Linked DNA regions of Mus musculus: regions 2, 3 and 4 are each linked to region 1. The links are chromatin contacts, called in public promoter capture Hi-C maps. All regions are on one chromosome and are shown on one strand. Each heading gives the region's core, a stretch centred on a gene start, on an enhancer-like site or on the middle of the called end of the contact. The rest is flanking DNA. Distances are from core to core; before and after follow the strand shown.

Region 1 (4,322 bases), core at 1,365-3,864:
ACAGGAAGCAGCTCATCAAAGGCCCAGAATCTCAGAATCTCTGGAGGGCAGCAGAGGGGGAAGGGCTGGTGTGGTTCAATGGTGGAGCACTCGGGACAGGTGACACTCTGGGTCCTGGAAGCACTGGGGGCCCCCCCGGAATGTTGAGATGGGGAACCCTCAGCCCAAGGCATGCACAGGACAAAAGGCAGAGCAGCCTTCCTTATCTTGTGTCAGTTCATAGTGACGGGAAAATAATTTATACATATTAATAAACTTGAACGTATTCTCCCTGCATCTTCAAAAAAAAAAAAGTGACAACCTAGCTGGAGAGATGGCTCAGTCAGGAAAGGGCTTGCTGCTCTTGTAGAGGACCTGAGTTTAGTTCCCATCACCCACCTGGTGTCTCACAACTGCCTGGACTCCACTTATCTGGGATCTGGTGCCTTGTCTGGCATCCATATGTACCCACATGTGCACACACATCAATACAAATAAAGTGAATTTTTTTGGTTTTGTTTTGTTTTGTTTTGAGACAGGGTTTCTCTGTATAGCCCTGGCTGTCCTGGAACTCACTTTGTAGACCAGGCTGGCCTCGAACTCAGAAATCCGCCTGCCGCTGCCTCCTGAGTGCTGGGATTAAAGGCCTGTGCCACCATGCCCGGCTAAAGTGAATCTTAAAGAAAAGAAATCCCCCTTTAAAAGGGGAGAAATCAAGCTGGGTGTGGTAGTGAACCTGTTATCCCAGCCTTGGGGAGTTTGAAGCTAGCCTGGGCTATTATAACGAGCACCTGTCTCAAATAGCAAAGCTAAACAAGAGGAATGGGGAGATGGCTTACAAGCACAGAGATATTAGCTCAACCTGCAGAACCGAACCCACGCTTAAAAAAAAGAAAAAGCTGGAAATGGTAGCATGTGTTTGTAATCTGCTCTGGGCTTGGAGAGCTCCCGGCCAATGAGAAACCCAGTCTCACAAAACAAGGTAGATGGCACCTGAGGGACAACACCCAAGACTGACCTTTGACTTCGTCTCATGTGCACGTGCACATGCACATACACACACACACACACACATGTAACAGCCAGAATGTTTAACGTCTGTGGGTGTCTCTCATGACCTGCCCCTTAGACAGTGAAAGTGTAGGTAGTAAAGTGTGAATGAAGACTGCATGAAGGGGCGTGTGTTCTCTCTGCTGGTGCAGGAAGAGCTATGTATAGAAAAAGAAATGCATTTCTCCTGGTTTCAAGGCTGGGAAGTTCAAGGTTGGGAGCTATTTCTGCCTCATCCAGCTTTGGACAAGACAGCACACCAAAACCAGCTGTGTTAAAAATCCTGTCTTCCTGAGGCTAGAAACCCTCTGTCCTTAGCACCGCCCATTAAGCTCCACCCCTTACACTGTTGCCCTGGCAACTAAATCTCAAACTGAGAAGACAGAATGAGGTCATCTCAGAGTAAACTCAGTCTGGGGGCCTTGGGCAACACCACTGAGGGTGAGTGTCAGCTTGCCTCCCATCTGTCTGCTGATGGATAAAAGGCACTATGTCCTCCAGCCTGCTGAAAGGGTGTGTGTGTGTGTGTGTGTGTGTGTGTGTATTTATCTGCCTGTGTGTATGTGCATCATGTGCCCTTGGAGGCCAGAAGAGGGTATTGGTGTTGGATCCCCTGGCACTGGAGTTACAGTCAGCTGTAGGCTGCCATGTAAGTGCCAGGAACCAAACCAGGGTCTTCTACAAGAGCAGTCAGTGTTCTTAACTGCAGAACCATCTCTCTAGCCCCTAGACTGAGATTCTTGTCATCATGGAGGTTGCAGGATATGAGAGAAACATGCCATTGCTCTCCAACTATGAAGGCAAAGCTGAAGGAGAAAAGTTGCGCTGTGGAAGTCCCCAACATGAGGACCCTGCCCTCCTGCACAACTTGACCCAGCCCATGCGTTTGAGGAGGCCACTATGTCCCCAGGAGATGGAGCACTCAGGGCAGTGGGCGGGGAGGCCTCACCACCCTGGCCTCAGCCTTGGTTGGTATCTTTGATCCTGTCTCAGTTCTCTCTACACACACACACACACACACACACTCTCTCTCTCTCTCTCTCTCTCTCTCTCTCTCTCTCTCTCTCTCTCTCGCCCCTCATTATGTTCCACCTGGATTGGTGCTCACTTTGCAGTGGGAAAGGGGACGCTTCCCAGAGGGGGGTTGAAATGATGAGCAGGTAAAAGCCAGCCGCCAGGTCCCTCTTCCTCTTTTGATTTCAGCAGGAAGCCTGCCTCGCTTGCACGTGGCGGGGGCTGGGATCTCAGTGAAACCAGCACTTCTCAGACATCGGGAACAGCAGGGACCCGGCTCAAAGGAAGCAATCTGTGGATGCTGCCACCCAGGTGGGCCTGTGTGTAAGGGGGTGGGCCAGGGGTCACATTTCCAGGCCTCCCTCCTTTCTGAGAGGTTAGACTGGTGTGTGTATCGGGGAGCACTGTTGGGGACTAATGTCTAAATAGGAACAATGGCTCAACAGTGGTGGCCCAGACAAACTTGCAGATTGTATCCACTTGTGACCTCCAGTCACCTGTTCTGACCTTTGGAGTGAGCTGTGTGTAGGATACAGCCAGCCCTTGGGACCCAGCCCACATCACATGACCAAGAACTGAGTAGAATGTTCTGGTCAAAGCTAATCTGGACTGGACTGCTGGGATCTGGTCTGGCTTGATATAGTTTTATTTGGTTTGGGCTGGTCTAATTTGGTCTAGGTCTAGCCTATATTCATTTAAGCTGGCCTGGGCTTGTCTATTCTGGTCTAACTTCTGGGCTGGTCTAAGTTTTACTGGGCTAGTCTACTCTAGTATCGTCTGGTTTGGTCTAACCTGGCCCAGTTTGGTCTATTCTTGTATTGTCTAAGCTAGTCTAGTCTGGCCTACAGTAGTGTGATCTACCCTGATCTAATCTAGTCTAAACTATTCTGGTGTAGTTGGTTTGGTCTGGATTGGTTAAGTTAGTCTGGTCTGGCTTGTGCTGGTATGTTCTAGCCTGGTCTGGATTAGTCAAATCTAACCTGTTCTGTTCTGTTTAGTCTGTTTTGGCTTGGTTTATTCTTCTTTGGTCTGGTCTGTGCTGGTAGGGTCTAGCTGGGTCTGGTCTGATATGAGCTGGTCTTGGCTGGTTAATTCTGGTGAGTTCTAGCCTTGTCTGGATTGGTCTAAAGGGGGCTTATATGCTGTATTCTGGTGTTTTTCATCTAATCTGAGCTGTTCTGTTCTGGTATGATCCAGTTGGGGCTGGCACAAGCCGTTCATTGTTCACTAATTGTTTTCTCTAAGAGCAGCTCCTGAGCAAGGGACTGGATTTCAGAAGAACTAGATGTTCTACTAGCAAAAAGAGTTCCATTTGACAGGCCTGAAGAAGAGCTGCCATGAAGATATCAATGACAATGGAGATGCCACACCAGGAGAGGAACGAGAACGGCCTGCATGGGGACTGAATTCTTTCTTTCTCTGCACAGGACTAATTTTCCTTCCTTTGTTGTTACAGAAGGTGATTTTCTTACAGAGAAGCATCTGCTCTCACCCTTGTGGCACAGGTGGCCTTCTCCTGCCATCAAGTCCAGAGGAATGCATGCTGCCGGGGCTTAGCAGAACTTCCTCGTCCCTTCTATTCCTGTGGCAGTGGGCTCAGAGGACTCAGGCTGGGGAGTGAGAAACTCCCAGAATGAAGCCTCCTCACAGGTGAGAGAGCTAGAGAGGCCATATCTGCTTCTGCCTGGTAGGGAGGCTGCTGAAAACACTCGGGGCTCTCAGGAAAATCTCCATAGTACTCCTAGTATTTTAATATCCAACCAAGCTAGGTCTGGAAGTGCCCCCCCCCCCCAAATACATACTAAAGCTTAACTATAGGTTGATTTTTGTGCAGCTAACTTAATAAAATACCATACCTCCAGTAGTCATTCAATTAATTCTATCAAAGATAATTTAATCACTCTATGTTTTAGTTGTAAAATTTTATTTACTTTTCTTGTCTTATGGCACTGGCTTGAACTTCCAAGGCATCTTGGAACAATGGTGTCAGCAATATCTAACATACCTGACTCTTCTCTGAGTACAGTCAGTGGAAACTCTCCCACTGTGTTACATTAAGAGTGAGTTTTGCTTCTAATTTAAAGTAGGTAACGCTTCTCACAGTCTGGAAACTTCTTATTTCATTTTTAGCTTGTCACCAGTTATATTAGGAAAAATATATGTTATTTCATAAGTACTTTTCATATATCTGTCAAGATCAGGGGCTGGCAGATACAAAGACATAATCTAGGTGGCTTGTTTCTGTGAGCTGAGAGCACCCTTCTACTTAAAGATGCGTG
Region 2 (4,322 bases), core at 484-2,983, 410 kb after region 1:
AGAGGAAATAGCTTTGATACAGCTGAAGTAGGATCAAGCAAGAAGCTGGAACAGTAGGTCTCAGTAGCTCAGGATCCTCGAGGGTGAATCCTGTCAGGGCTGCCTTCTTGGTCTTCCATTCTGCAATATACAAACCTTATCGACATTTGCATTGAAAGTGCGGGGTGCGGAGATCAATTAAGAATGATTTTCTGCTGTTTGAACAGGTGAAAGACAACTGTCTTTCTTTAGAAGTTAGTCTGATCATATAATCAAACTCAAATCTCCATTTACACTATCTGAAAAGATGGTATGTCATAATAAGCCCTGAGAATTTTGTAGTCAATACAATTTGTTGTCTGTATATAGACATTTAAGTCCCAGAGCTGTCCCCAAGTATAGGGATCAGTGTATACATTACCCATCTTGTTGATCTTGCCAGTCTTCCTCTTCTTGTCTGTAGCCAAGATCTTCAGGGAGTCGCCCTCTGTCAAGTCTGATCCTTATTATTTCGGAAGGAGTCCAAAGCCTTTTCTTCTTTTTTAAAACACAAACCTAGAGTCTCTCTCCCAACACAGCATGCCTTTAAGTACAGACTGATTCAATCTAGTAGAAGACTAGGCACTGGGTTTCCTGGAGCTGGAGTTACAGACAGTAGCAAGTGTGGGTGCTGGGAACCAAATCTGGGTCCTCCAAGAGCCACAAACTCTGTGCGGAGCTGTCTCTCTAGCTCCCCTCCCCCACCAGACAATCTTATGTCGCTCAGACTGCCCTGGTCTTAACCTGAATCCCTTCTAGTGCGGTACAAATATTACAGGCGTGGGACAGTCACGCTTCAGTCAGTGTTTTCACTGTCACTTAAAGAAGTGAGACATCTTTCTATCTGAGAATTGCCACAGTTTCTCTCTGTATCTAGAATGGTTTCGCCAAAACCCAGCTTACCCAACATCCATGCATCCTATAAATGTCTCCATAGAAGGTCCCCTCTGCCTCCGTTTGTGCTTAACCTGCCTTCCTACACTTGTGGCTCTGGAACATGCTGAGGAATGTTCCTGCCCTCCTGACACTTAGGAAGAGCAATGCCTGTCGGATTTGCCATATTGGCACAAAAAGAAACTTGAAGTCAAGGAGAAGCGCTGGCTAGAGAGAAAGGTGACTCCCACAAGATGTCTGAAGACAAGGACAAATCTCCTCAGGCTGTGAAAGCCAACTGGAAATTGGGGGTCTAAACTACCCCTGGAAGCTGTAGTGGGTCAGAGGTTAAGAGCATGGACTGACCCAAGTTCAGTTCCCAGCACCCACATGGTGGCTCAACAACCATCAGTGGACTTCAAACACGCACGTGGTGCACATATGTACATGTAGGGAAAACATTCACACACATAAAATGAAAATAAACTACACCCGGCACAGAGTTCAGCTCTCTGCTCTTGCCCAGTCCCTTCACCAAAGCCTGGTCCTCTCCGGCCTTCAGGATCCCCAGGCCACGTGCCCCAACAGGTCCCTGCTGATCCTGGCCTCTGTCTCCTTCGCTGTAACTGGGGCCCGGTCTGCTGCACAAAAGGTTCGGGACCCGCTTCCCAGGGAGGTCCCCCCCCCCGGGTGGCGAAGTGCTCGAGGCCCGAGGTGCAGGTGCGAAGCCGGACTCCGCAATAGGGTCCCGCCCCCGATCCCTCCGCTGCATCGATTGGGCGGATGAGCGCGTGAGTGGCGGGTACGCAGGCCAACGGGGCGCACGCGCGCCGCCGCCTTCGCTTTGCGCGCCCCCGAGGCCGGCCCGGGCGCCGCGGCGCTGCGGCTGCGGGCGGCAACGCTGCACCATGGCCCGGCCGCTGCGGGCCGCCCGACTGCCGCCGCCGCTGCTGTTGCTGCTGGCCGCCGGTGAGTGGGGCCGGGCCAAGCCGCGAGGGCGCAGCGCGCCACGGGCCAGTGCTGGCAGCGCCGCAGAACAAAGGCTGTGGGGCGCGCGGGGTCGGCCGCGCGCGGGGAGGAGGCGGCGGCGCGGGGCCTGGCGCGGGGACCCCCCAGGCGCCCTGTCCTGGGCGCTGGATGCTCCGTGCCACGCGCGCGCTCGAGGACGGCGGCGGCGGGGCCGCTGCACCAGGGTGTCCGCGCCCCACCCCTCGCCAGGTGACAGGTGACAGGTGACCAGTCTGCGGCCAAGGAGCAGAGGGGCGTGTGCGTGTGTGCGCGCGAGGGTGTAGAGAAGCTCAGCAGGGAGGCGAGAGCGCACGGGTGACACCCTTGGAGAAATCGCATCGTAAAGGTCCGGCGGGTACCCAAAGCGCGTGGGCCGGGGATGCCGAGGGCCGAGAAAGAAAGAGCTGCGTGGCCGAGGTGGATGTTTACATGTGCGTGGAGCTTGCCTGGGAAGGCGTGTGCGTGTCGTTGTGAACGCGTGTCCTCGACTGCGCGGGGCAACTTTATTAGGAGCTGACAAAGGGGTAGGTCTGCGACAGCGACTGCCGCCATATGGGGCTGTGTGTGAGACTCGGGTACGTGGTTTTCATTCAGCAGTCACTCCGGATACCTCGTTAGTGTGGGCGTGTGACAGGTCGGGGCCTGAGGCAGGTAAGAAATATGTGTGTGAGGGAGAAAGAGACAGCTTCTCAGGGTAGACATGGGATTCAGGGGTGTGTGCGAGTGTAGGGGGCGGGCACAAAAGCTTGACAGGCTCAGAGGCAAGCCGCCACCACAGAAGGGGAGGGAGGAAGGCTGACTGCAAAGGTGGGTCAGACCAGGACATGGGAGAGCAGCTTTCTCAGGGAAGATCGGAGCTGGGACCCTGTCCTAAGGTGGGCCTGGGGCAGGAGCAGGGTGCTGGGCTGGGTGGGCTACAAGACTTGGTGAACGCGTGTCCTCGACTGCGTCGCTTCCCCTCCAGTGGAGACAGGCATGGGACTGGCCACTAGTGCTCAGGCAGTTACCCCACCAAAACCCACCCAGTGTAATGTATACAAATTCGAGGAGGCGTCTATGTGAAGTCAGGTGAAGACCTTGTTTGATATGAATAGGTGGTGGGCCCTTACTTTGAGACTGTCAATGATAGAACACCAGGAAAATGTCTGGAGAAGGGCGGAGGTGGGAGAACGCTGATTAGGGTTGTACTTAACTGTAATTCCAGCTCTTTGGAACCTAAGGGGCAGGAGGATTGGGAATCCAAGTCCAGTCTGGGCTGCAGAGCAAGACCCTGTCTCTAAATAAATAGATAGATAAATAAAACAAAAAGTCAGAGAGGTAACTGACCCCTCACACTGCTGTGCCTGCCCTGGGCACATTTTATGGGGAAGTGTCTATTGATGTTGGCCTGGGACATCTACACAGACCACCCAGATCTTTGCAAAGCTCTGGGAGGTCTGCTCTCTCTCTCTAGGTAGGGACCACACCATCTCTGCCAGCAGTGCAAGTCAGTATGGAGACCTGACTCTCATGACCCCATCCTGGTGACCAGTGGGATGACAATCAGGGTCCCTCCTTTCCTCTTCTCTCCCTCACCCCGTTTGTATGCCCCCATCTCTGTGCAGGCACACGTGTGTCTATCAGCGTGCCTCCTTTCTACACCTTTGTGTAGAAAGAAGAACGCTTCACTCATGCACTCTTTCTCAGCGGCAAACATCAGTGGAGTCGGGTGGGGGTGGGGGATGGGGGTGTGGGGTGGGGGTGCATCTCTGTTGTGGCTGCCACTCCGGGCTGTGGGGGCAGAGTGGCAGATGCTGCCCAGCCACCTCCCATGCTGGTGTCTGCTAAGGGCTTAGGGGGATCTGACTTGAAAGCTGCTGACAGGGGAGGGCCGAGTGCAGCTGGTGGTAGACAGAAGAGCCTGCCTGCCAGGGCTGAGCGGGACCGTGCAGGAGGACACACACTGGGTTCTGGGGCCCTGGCTTTCTCTACCCCTAAGATGTCTGCCTGTCTCCGTGACCTCCCCTTTCTGGGCTTGTTTGGATCAGATCTTTCTTGATGCTGATCCACCTTGTCCCTCCCTGTGTGCCTTTTCCTTTCTGCCTCCCTTTGGGGTGATGAAGTAACAGAAAATTCAGTGAGCTTGAGGAAGAAAAGGAATCACACAGCAAGTATAATTCTGAGACCCTCCCCCCCCCCCCCCCCCCCGCGCATATGTCCTAAGTGATCACCCAGTACCCAAGCCTTTGGAAAATAATCAGGTCTATATAAAGACAGAGCAGCCATTGCAAGGAACATGCCTTCCAGAGAATAAAAATTGGTTGGGAAGAAGTCAGAACCAAGGGAAATATCAGATTCCCCTCCCCCCTTTTAAAGTGAGATTTCAGTCTTTGTGAATGGCTATAGGCCACCAGGAAAGGTTGATAAAGAGGAGATAAAGAGGA
Region 3 (4,322 bases), core at 938-3,437, 360 kb before region 1:
TGGCTCATGCTATAATCCCCACACTTGGGAGACCGAGGCAGGAGGATTACCCCAAGTTCATTGTTAGCCTAGGGAACATCACAGCAGTGAGAGGTAATGAGACAGAGCCACAGGTCCTAACATGCACGAGTCCCCAAGCCAAACTGCAGAGGAAACAGCTGTAAAACATGTGAGTCGACTCACATAAGGCCCATGCAGGCCAAAAGAACAGAGCTCTGTTAGTGAAGAGCAGCATCAGGTACCTCTCCCAGGTGAATAAGGAATGTGGCTAACCCTGGGGGGAGGGAGGAAGCAGCCTGTAGTCTCCACGCTGCCATCCACATTTTATTAGTTTTTAAAATGAATGCATATTTTTAATGTATGTGTGACTGTGTCTGTGTGTATCTTTGCATGCAGGTGCACTTGCAGCTACAGAGGCCAGAGGTCAACCTCAGCTATCATTCTCGAAAGATTTGTCTGTCTACCTTCTTTCCAGTAACTCCTCTTACTGGCCTGACGCTTACAGGCTGTGTAGCCTGGACTTACACTGTCTTACACTGAGGTAAAGTGCACTCCACTATGCCATCTGTTTTAATACGAGTTCTGGGGATGGAACGTTGGTCCTGGAGCTGGCACCATTTCATCCCGTTTCTTGTGGTAGCACTCTTAATAGGAGCCCAGGCTGGCCTTGAATACATGATCCTTCTGCCCAAGCATCTATTTTTTTTTTCATTTAAATTGTGCTAGAAATGGAAGCCAGGGCCTTGCTCCCACTAAGTTACACACCTGGCCTTTATTGTTTCAACTTTCTCATAATGTTAAGTAAACATCAAGATATTGAACAGCCCCATCTTGCATCTTCCTTCCAAAGATTTCAATAAGAATATTTTTATCTCATAATATGAAAACAATGTCGAATGCCCACCCAGCCCCAAATTACAGAGTGTGCAACAGAGCTTAAACTAGCCACGACTTCCATGGTTCTTAAAACCTCCTCTACCTTCATCTTACAAGCTCCCTGCTAGTTCTGAAACCTGGTCAAGGAGCCAAACATGCTAGTTAACAAATGGGATCTAGATCCAGCTTCAGCTAGCCACGCAATCCTATTTTAATAAGACAACAATTTTAAATATTTTTTGGTTGTTCTTTTTTTTTTTTTTTTAACTAAAGCCCATTATCAGGCTGGAAAGCAAATGTTTCCCTAGATGGCAACCTCCCGGGACCCCGTAGTGAGTCAGAGAAGGTAGGCAATGAAACCTGGGAAAGTGCTACAAAAGCCCTACTCCGTCCACCTTCAGGCCCCGCCCACCTCCCATATGTCAGCGCAGGACCGCCCGCCCACTAAGTTCCACCCAAACCCTCCCTTACCCCCCACCCCCCATACACTAGGTCCCACCCACAGAGTTCCACTCAGACCCTCCCTATTAGCCCCTCCCACCAGGACCCCCTTCCACGGTTCCAATCCGCCCAATGAGCCCCGCCCAGACCCTATTCCGGTTACGCCCATCAAGCACCCTCCACAGACCTCCGCTTCGCCCCACCCACCAACCTTGCTCAGACCCCGCCCACCAGGCGCTAACTACTGAGCCCGGGGTTCGCCCGGCTCACTGCTCAGACCTCTGATCAGTCCCCAGATCCGGCTCACAAACTTACCCAGCCTCTTTATCGACGCTCCTCCCCGCCCGGCCCACCCTGTCCTGGCTTCACCTTCACTTCCCTCCTCCCACCGGGATTGCTTAGACCCTGCCCATCAGGCCACGCCCCAGAGCTCTGCTACGGCCGGCCCCGCCTACCCGCGTGCTGTGTGGACAGTAACTCTTGCTGAAGATCATCACCCTGTTGCCCTCGATGAGGTCCCGCAGGCGGCGCCGCAGCTCCTCGCGGGCCTCAGAAGACGGGCGGCTGGTCCCAGGGGAGGCCAGGCGGGCGCGGCGGCCGGGTGGCGACGACATGAGGCCGCCACGGACAGCACCCAGGCGGCGGTTGGGGAGGACTCCAACCTTCCCCAGCCCGGGCGAGGTCTGCGCCCGAGGAGGCGGCGGCGGGGACGGTGGCTTCTCCAGGGCTTTGTTGTCGCTCCGGGCCGAGCCGGGCCTGCTGAGGAACCGGGACGCGGGCGGCCGCCTAGGGGACGACGCCGGCAAAGCCGCTGAGAACTTGAGAACGCTACGCACTGGCCGCGGGCGCACCGGACAGCTACGGGGCCACGCCCCCGACCGCGCGACCCACGGAGAGGGCCCGCCTACCGACCGGCCACGCCCCCGGGAAAACTTTGCCCCACCTCCAGGCCTCCACAGGGCTAAGCTACGCCCCCTTAGCTCAGCCTGGTGAGCCTGCAAACTACTCTGTCTACCACCCAGTGGCACAGTGGCAGTCACTTGCCATTTTCAAAGGTGCGGAATCAAGCTTGTATGCTCTGCTCTTCTTGTAATTACTGTTTTCATTATCGTTTTACCACAGTTTTTGACACCCAGAGGCCTCTCTACAGTTCCTTCCGCTCCTGATTCTCCACCAATCTCAAAATAGGTGCTTTTCAGGAAGGGTAGATGTCTCCACTTTATTTCAGAAAATGTGACAAAAACCTTGTCTAGGAAATACTGATTCTTTTTTAATTTGCACTACTGAAGCTGAATAAAAATTACTATTGCAATTCAGTTTCAATATGAGGTTCCTAGGTTACTACCTCCCCAACCCCTCAACCCACACACACCCTCAGCAATTCACTGTGACAGTGTACTGCTTAGTTTTTGTCAACTTGGAGCATACTAGAGTCACCTGGAAAGAGACTCAACTGAGGAAATGCTTCCTTCAGATTGGCCTGTAGGCAAGCCTGTGGAATATTTTCTGATTAATGATAAATGTGGTGGCATCAGGCCCACTGGGGAGGGGGTGCCACCCTTGGGCAGGTGGTCCTAGGTGGTAAGAGAGCATGCTGAGTGAGCTATCGAGAGCAAGCCCACGAGCAGCAGTCAGCTTCTGCTCCTTCTTGGGTTTTCTGACTTCCCCCAATAATGGAGTGTGACTTGGGACTTTTCCCAAATAAACCCTTTCTTCCTCTAAGTTGTTTTTGGTTAGTGTTGTTATCACAGCAACAGGAAATAACTAGGGCACAATGGATTCTCAAGCCATCCCCAACACAGGAACCATTTGGAAAGAAGGTCAAATAAGAACAGGCGGTATGCAAACATTTTATCAACTGAGCCCTCTCCCTGGGCTCACGTTTTAAAGTTATTGCTGTAAGCAGCCCTTCTGAAGTTCAGCTTCCTGTAAATGAGCAGAGGCACGGACTCTAATTAGTGGCCACTGTTAGTCAGTTAGCTGGACTATCCTTAGCACCTGTGGTCTGGAACGCCCACTCCACAGAGGCCTTGAGGAAAACTGCATGGCCAGTGTATCTGGTGCCTGTCTGAAGGGCAGGCTCAACCAGGGCTGCTTCAAACATTTGAGCCAGACTTGTTATCACCAACCCTTGAACCCTAGAAGACCCTACTAAAACTCAAATCTTTTTCACTTGCAACCCTTTTTAACCTGAATGATTTCACATGATCTCAAAAGTACATTCAACAGATTCACAAACATTTACTGGTAATAAATCATAATGAATTTAATTTTTAGGAAAATCTTAGGTACCTTTATAATTTCACCCTTTATTAAAGATGAGAGCAAATTTACATTCTAATGAGATGGATGGATAGGGTTGTTTGTTTTTACATAAAACAAATCTTGGCTGAAAATTCAATACCATAGAAGGTAGAACATTGTCACTGTTTTTCATAATTGATCAATATTTTAATTTTATAATTGTCAATACCGAGAGTGTTGCTTTGCATAAATACAAAGAGTGTTTAGAGCTATCTTAGAAATGGTTGGAAGTTCTGCTCTAATCCCAAGCCAACACTCATTTAACATTTTTTTTTTATGAAACTTAAGTATGCAGCTCAAATAGCAATTTTTGAAATCAAACATTCTAACACAATACAAATCTAAATATATACTAATTTGTTCCTTACATGCTGAGGAACGCTGGGAGGAAAATATTAAAATTCTTTGTTTTCTGTAATTAAATCATTCGTTTTTATAGCAACAGAAAAATCTGCTGTAGACTTAAGAACACTGCCTTGCACAGTATTGCCGTCTTCCATTCTAAGGCATGGTGTTTCAGGCAGTGTTTGTGGGCTGTGTGCAGGTTTGATGGCATGCACAGGGCAACAGGCGCGCATGCATTGTGTTTGAAACCGAGGCTGTCTCACTGAAGTCAGGTAACAACACTGGCAAGGCCTAACTGGCAGAATCACCTTTGATTCATTGTGTTTTGATTTTGAATTGGTTGTTGGGCTTTCACA
Region 4 (4,322 bases), core at 1,038-3,537, 310 kb before region 1:
GTATTAGGCTATGCCCCACTGATAACCTTAACTACAAATGAATCTATTCTGCATATTTCAGGAAATGTCAACCATGCTTTTGTTTCAAAAGTTTTTATGACCACCTGTTGCTATGACTACCTTGTGTAGGCAAAAGGTTATTGTGCACTGTGTAAAGATTATCCTTGTTTTATTCAAATGCTAATTTCTGTGCTCACATATCTGGCTGCAATCCTTATTCTGAGAATCTCCTGTCTCATTGTTGTATAAAAAATGTCCCCAATGTTGGGGATTTTGACTGGGAGGTAGCCAGATTAGTTTAGAGGATTAAAATAGATTAATACTGCTCAGTTGTTGTGCCTTAAAGCTGCTAAATAAATCTAATAGCCCTGTATCCATTATTTGGAAGCTAGCTGAGTTAAGAGAAAATCTTCAACACTTATAAATTCTCGTTAACAACAGGTACCATAACAGGTACCCTTGTTATGCGTACCTGTTGTTATGACTTGACCACTTTGTTATGAGTACCTTATTAGGACCACTTTATGAGAGGATCTAAACCACTCCATTTTAGAACAGGCAGCCATATTAGGCCTTAAGTTTCAGTTTCCCAAAGAAGCAGGAAAGACTCCTTGGGAGAGTCACAGACAATGGATCGTTAGTCAATACGGGTCCTGACTTTTGGCTGAGAGGGAGAATGAACCAGAACCGAGTCAGTTCCTGGGACAACTGGCTGAGAGAGATAACAAACTCTGAATTGGGCTAGTTTCTGAAATTCCTGACCAAAAATGGTAAAACTAATATAGCAAGCAATCAGAAATTGTATTAATGTAACTGCCATACACCTAGCTAATCATGTTAGAGATTACTTAACCCTTTCAGCAAACTCCACTAGCCCTGATTAAGAAGAGCTCCTCTTCTGGTCACCATTTTGATGAATGATTGACCCACGCATGCTGGTTGTTTTTGCAGAATAAATATTGTTTGCCTTTACATACTGTTTGAGTCTGGGGCCTTCCTTCAGTGATTCTCAGACTCTAACACTTGCAACATGTTATGGCGGTTTAAATAGGAATGGCTCCCATAGACTCATGTGTTTGAATACTTGGTCCATAGAGAATGAATGGTGGCACTACTGGGAGGTATGGCCTTGTTGGAGTAGGTGTGGCTTTGTTGGAGGAAGTGTGTCACTGGGGTGGTATGGGTTCTGAGGTTTCAGAAGCTCAAGCCATCTTACTTCCTGCTGCCTGTCAACCAGGATGCAGAACTCTCATTCCCTCCTCTAGCACCATACCAGTCCTAGGGTTTTTTTTTTTTTTTTTTTTTTTTTTTTGGACAGGGTTTCTCTGTGTAACAAGCCCTCCTGGACTCTCTTTGTAGACCAGACTGGCCTCAAACTCACAGGCCTGTTTCTGCCTGTTTCTGCCTCCTGAGTGCTGGGATTAAAGGCATGGGCTACCACACCAGGCTAAATATTTTTCTTTCTAAGAGTCACCCATGGTGTCTCTTCATAGCAATAGAAACACTAAGAAACATGCCTTTGTTTCACAAGAGGTTAAGACTAACTAGTTATATTTTGTGTCTATTTGTCTCCCATACCCCACCCCTCCTCAAATTTGGAAACCCCTTATCCTTGACCTATAAAAATCTTTTCTACCTCAAAGTCTGACCTCTTGAACTCCATCTTAGGAGAAGACAGCCTATGTACAAGAATTAAAAGTTTGTTTTAATTAACTTGCCCAGGATGGTTTGGGCCGGTGGTCTTTCTCCTCCCATCATTGGGATTAACAGTTGGTCCCTAGCATAGTACTTTCTCTATCATCTCATGGCAAACTACACTCACCTTTAGGTCTTAAAGGCTCCATTTGTGTAAAGGCTCCATCTGTGAGGTTGCCACAATTTATTAATTTGTCTCGCGGTATTACAGTGTCGTTTCCCTTGCACTACAGTAGATTCACTTGTGTTTGAAATTTGTTTCTTTCATGACTCAAGCAGGTTACATGGGGTGGCTCAGTACAAGTCTGCTGAATGCTTAACATGAACATAGATCATTAACAGTTGTCTTAGCATCCTTGGTAGTTTATTCTTAGAACACGACTTTTACTTTGCTTCAGGGATAAGATTTATAAGAAACCATGACCTTGTCTCAGCGTCTATTTGGCTGGCCCTCTGTCCAATTTTCCAGCCCACAGGTACCCCTACCTCAGAGAGCCACGCCCCCTTCCAGAGCTTTTTAATGGCGCCAGAATGCTGGACTACAAATCCCACAGGGCAACGCGCGCCAGCCCCAGCAGCCAATAGAGCGCAGTGTTGCTGGCCTGTGTCCCGAGTGACGAGCGTAGGCCGCTGAGCAGCGTCGTCCTGGTTGCTGTGGAGCCGGCTCGCGTGGCCTCACGCCCTGCCCGCCTCCTGTCATGGGCAGCGCCGAGAGCGCCGAGGCCCGAAGGGTGTCCTTCGAGATGGATGAGGAGGAGCGGGTCCGGGTGCTGCAGGGCATCCGGGTGAGCGGCGCGGCGGGAGGGCGCGGGCCGGAGGAGCGTGCGGGCGGGAATGGGAGCCGCCGTCCCGGGGACCAGATACATGGGGCCGCTGGCACTCGGGGGCAGCCGGCCGCCTCAAGTCATTTTCCACCGCCTTGGCTCTCTCGGTTCCGGATTTGTTCCGTGCTCTACCCGGTTTCACTTGTCTTGTGCTTCTCGTTGCGTGTGCTGCAGCACGTTTTGAAAGTGTTCTTCCATTTCCAATCTTGTTCACGTGCCTTTCTCCGTGAGGCAGCAAAAGGAGAGTTTCAGCTACTGTGTATTAGGTCATATGCCTTATCCGCTCTTCAACTAAAAACCTACAGTTGGTCCTTACCACGTCGAACAGGAGGAATAGCCTCACTTGGCTTTTACAAGATGTGCTGGTGCCCACTGACCTTCCCATCCCTTTCCTGGCCTGTTTCCTCATCTTCATAAGATACTTATTTTTGCCTCAGGACCTCCTTGTTCTTCCTAGAAGATCCCAGGTGTTCGATGTTTCTTCAGTTATCGTTAACCTGGCTGTCTTCTTGTTACAGCTCAGGTGTCATCCAAGAATCCTTCCTTGACCACAGTCTCAAGCGACTTCCCACACTACTGCCACACATTTATGATTTTCTCAGCATCCAACACAGTTTGAAACAAATTGTGTTTATTGTGTTTCCCATTAGAGCTCTAGCTGATAGCTTGGCTGAAGTTCTTGTGTAATTCATGACTTTATCACCGGAACTTACAAGAATAAAAGCTCCTGTTTTATTTCAGACTGGCAGCTCTTTACAGGTATTATTTAATTTTTCAACCAATCAATGAGCAGTAGAATTGTTAGTACCTCTTCCTCTGTTTTGTTTTGAGACAGGGTCTCAATATTAAGTCAGGCTGGCCCAGGACTCTGTGTCTGCTTGTCTCATGAGTGCTAGGATTAAGGAGGGGCATATACCACCAAAAGTTTGATTAGTCCATTTTGTAGCTTATGGGGAACTGAGGTCCTATTGGCATAAGTTGTCCAAGGTCACACAGGTAACAAAGTAGGAGACCCAAGACTATAAAGTAGGTCAGCTCCAGAGCTGTTTGTTAAACTTCTTGCTAGACTTTCTTCTATACCTGTGCATGGCACTTAGTGTGTACTTGGTCGATAATTGTTAAGTAATTACATGAGTGAACTCAATGAAATAAATCAAACTTCAAACAAAATGCTCTGAGTTGGCTCTAGGTGAATTAGAGAGTAGATTCAGAAAAAGACTTCAGAGGGTCTGACATCTGAACTCCTTAATAGAGCTATTTTTTATTTAGCTTACAAGAGCTATTTTTTGAGTTTTACTTGGGGAGTGGAGAGAGAGAGAGAGAGAGAGAGAGAGAGATAGAGATATGGTGGGAGGTTATCCTGGGTACTATCAAGGATCAGATGAAGATGTGTGTGAAGCAATGGAGAAGACATGAGGGATGCTTTGTGGGGGGCCTCAGAATGTGCAGCATGTCAGGAGCTGACCAGCTGGAATCGTTAACCTGGCTTGTGGCAAGAATTAAGAGGGGGAAGATGGTTTCTGTTGAAAGGCTGAGAGGGAAGGAGTAGGGTAGATTGTAGGAAGACCGCTTTGACTCAGGACATTCTTCACAGTTTTTTGCTGGGTCTCCTGTTTCAGGGGGATGCAGGCCTGAGTCTTCAGATGTTCAGAGAAGCACCATTGGAGGTGGCTCAGACTTTTCATTTCTAGTTCTCTTAATAATTCTGTAGAGTACAAAGTCTTTACATTTTTTTTCTCTCCTTAAAATGTTGTGTGTGTGTGCACACATGCTTGTCTGTACGTGTACCACATGTATGCAGGT

What was found. Promoter capture Hi-C pulls out the DNA fragments that hold promoters and counts their contacts.
Region 2: a contact with region 1 is called in a promoter capture Hi-C map of hippocampal neurons, with 2.2 times the contacts expected there. The contact joins the promoter of Podxl2 here to the promoter of 4930512J16Rik in region 1. A contact is called at or near these places in 2 of 39 promoter capture datasets (the C10 cell line and hippocampal neurons) and 1 of 115 datasets of contacts at active chromatin or transcription factors (pancreatic cancer cells).
Region 3: a contact with region 1 is called in a promoter capture Hi-C map of pre-B cells, with 4 times the contacts expected there. The contact joins the promoter of Txnrd3 here to the promoter of 4930512J16Rik in region 1. A contact is called at or near these places in 10 of 39 promoter capture datasets (the 3T3-L1 cell line, 3T3-L1-derived adipocytes, the C10 cell line and 6 more), 5 of 484 Hi-C or Micro-C datasets (the G1E-ER4 cell line, embryonic stem cells and pro-B cells) and 10 of 115 datasets of contacts at active chromatin or transcription factors (the 230-238 cell line, bone marrow-derived macrophages, embryonic stem cells and 4 more).
Region 4: a contact with region 1 is called in a promoter capture Hi-C map of embryonic stem cells, with 2.9 times the contacts expected there. The contact joins the promoter of Chchd6 here to the promoter of 4930512J16Rik in region 1. A contact is called at or near these places in 1 of 39 promoter capture datasets (embryonic stem cells), 2 of 484 Hi-C or Micro-C datasets (embryonic stem cells and nephron progenitors), 4 of 115 datasets of contacts at active chromatin or transcription factors (astrocytes, embryonic stem cells and extraembryonic endoderm stem cells) and 2 of 9 other capture datasets (adipose tissue and macrophages).

Annotation. Positions count from the first base shown.
Region 1 is chr6:89,284,017-89,288,338 of GRCm38.p6, reverse strand. It overlaps 4930512J16Rik (RIKEN cDNA 4930512J16 gene), which reads left to right and starts at 2,614. Exons shown (of 4, transcript NR_131021.1): 1 at 2,614-3,693.
Region 2 is chr6:88,872,457-88,876,778 of GRCm38.p6, reverse strand. Podxl2 (podocalyxin-like 2) reads left to right here and starts at 1,733. Exons shown (of 8, transcript NM_001347327.2): 1 at 1,733-1,860. The coding sequence starts at 1,800.
Region 3 is chr6:89,641,853-89,646,174 of GRCm38.p6, reverse strand. It overlaps Txnrd3 (thioredoxin reductase 3), which reads right to left and starts at 2,187. Exons shown (of 16, transcript NM_001178058.1): 1 at 1,773-2,187. The coding sequence starts at 2,042.
Region 4 is chr6:89,593,617-89,597,938 of GRCm38.p6, reverse strand. Chchd6 (coiled-coil-helix-coiled-coil-helix domain containing 6) reads left to right here and starts at 2,287. Exons shown (of 8, transcript NM_025351.3): 1 at 2,287-2,480. The coding sequence starts at 2,394.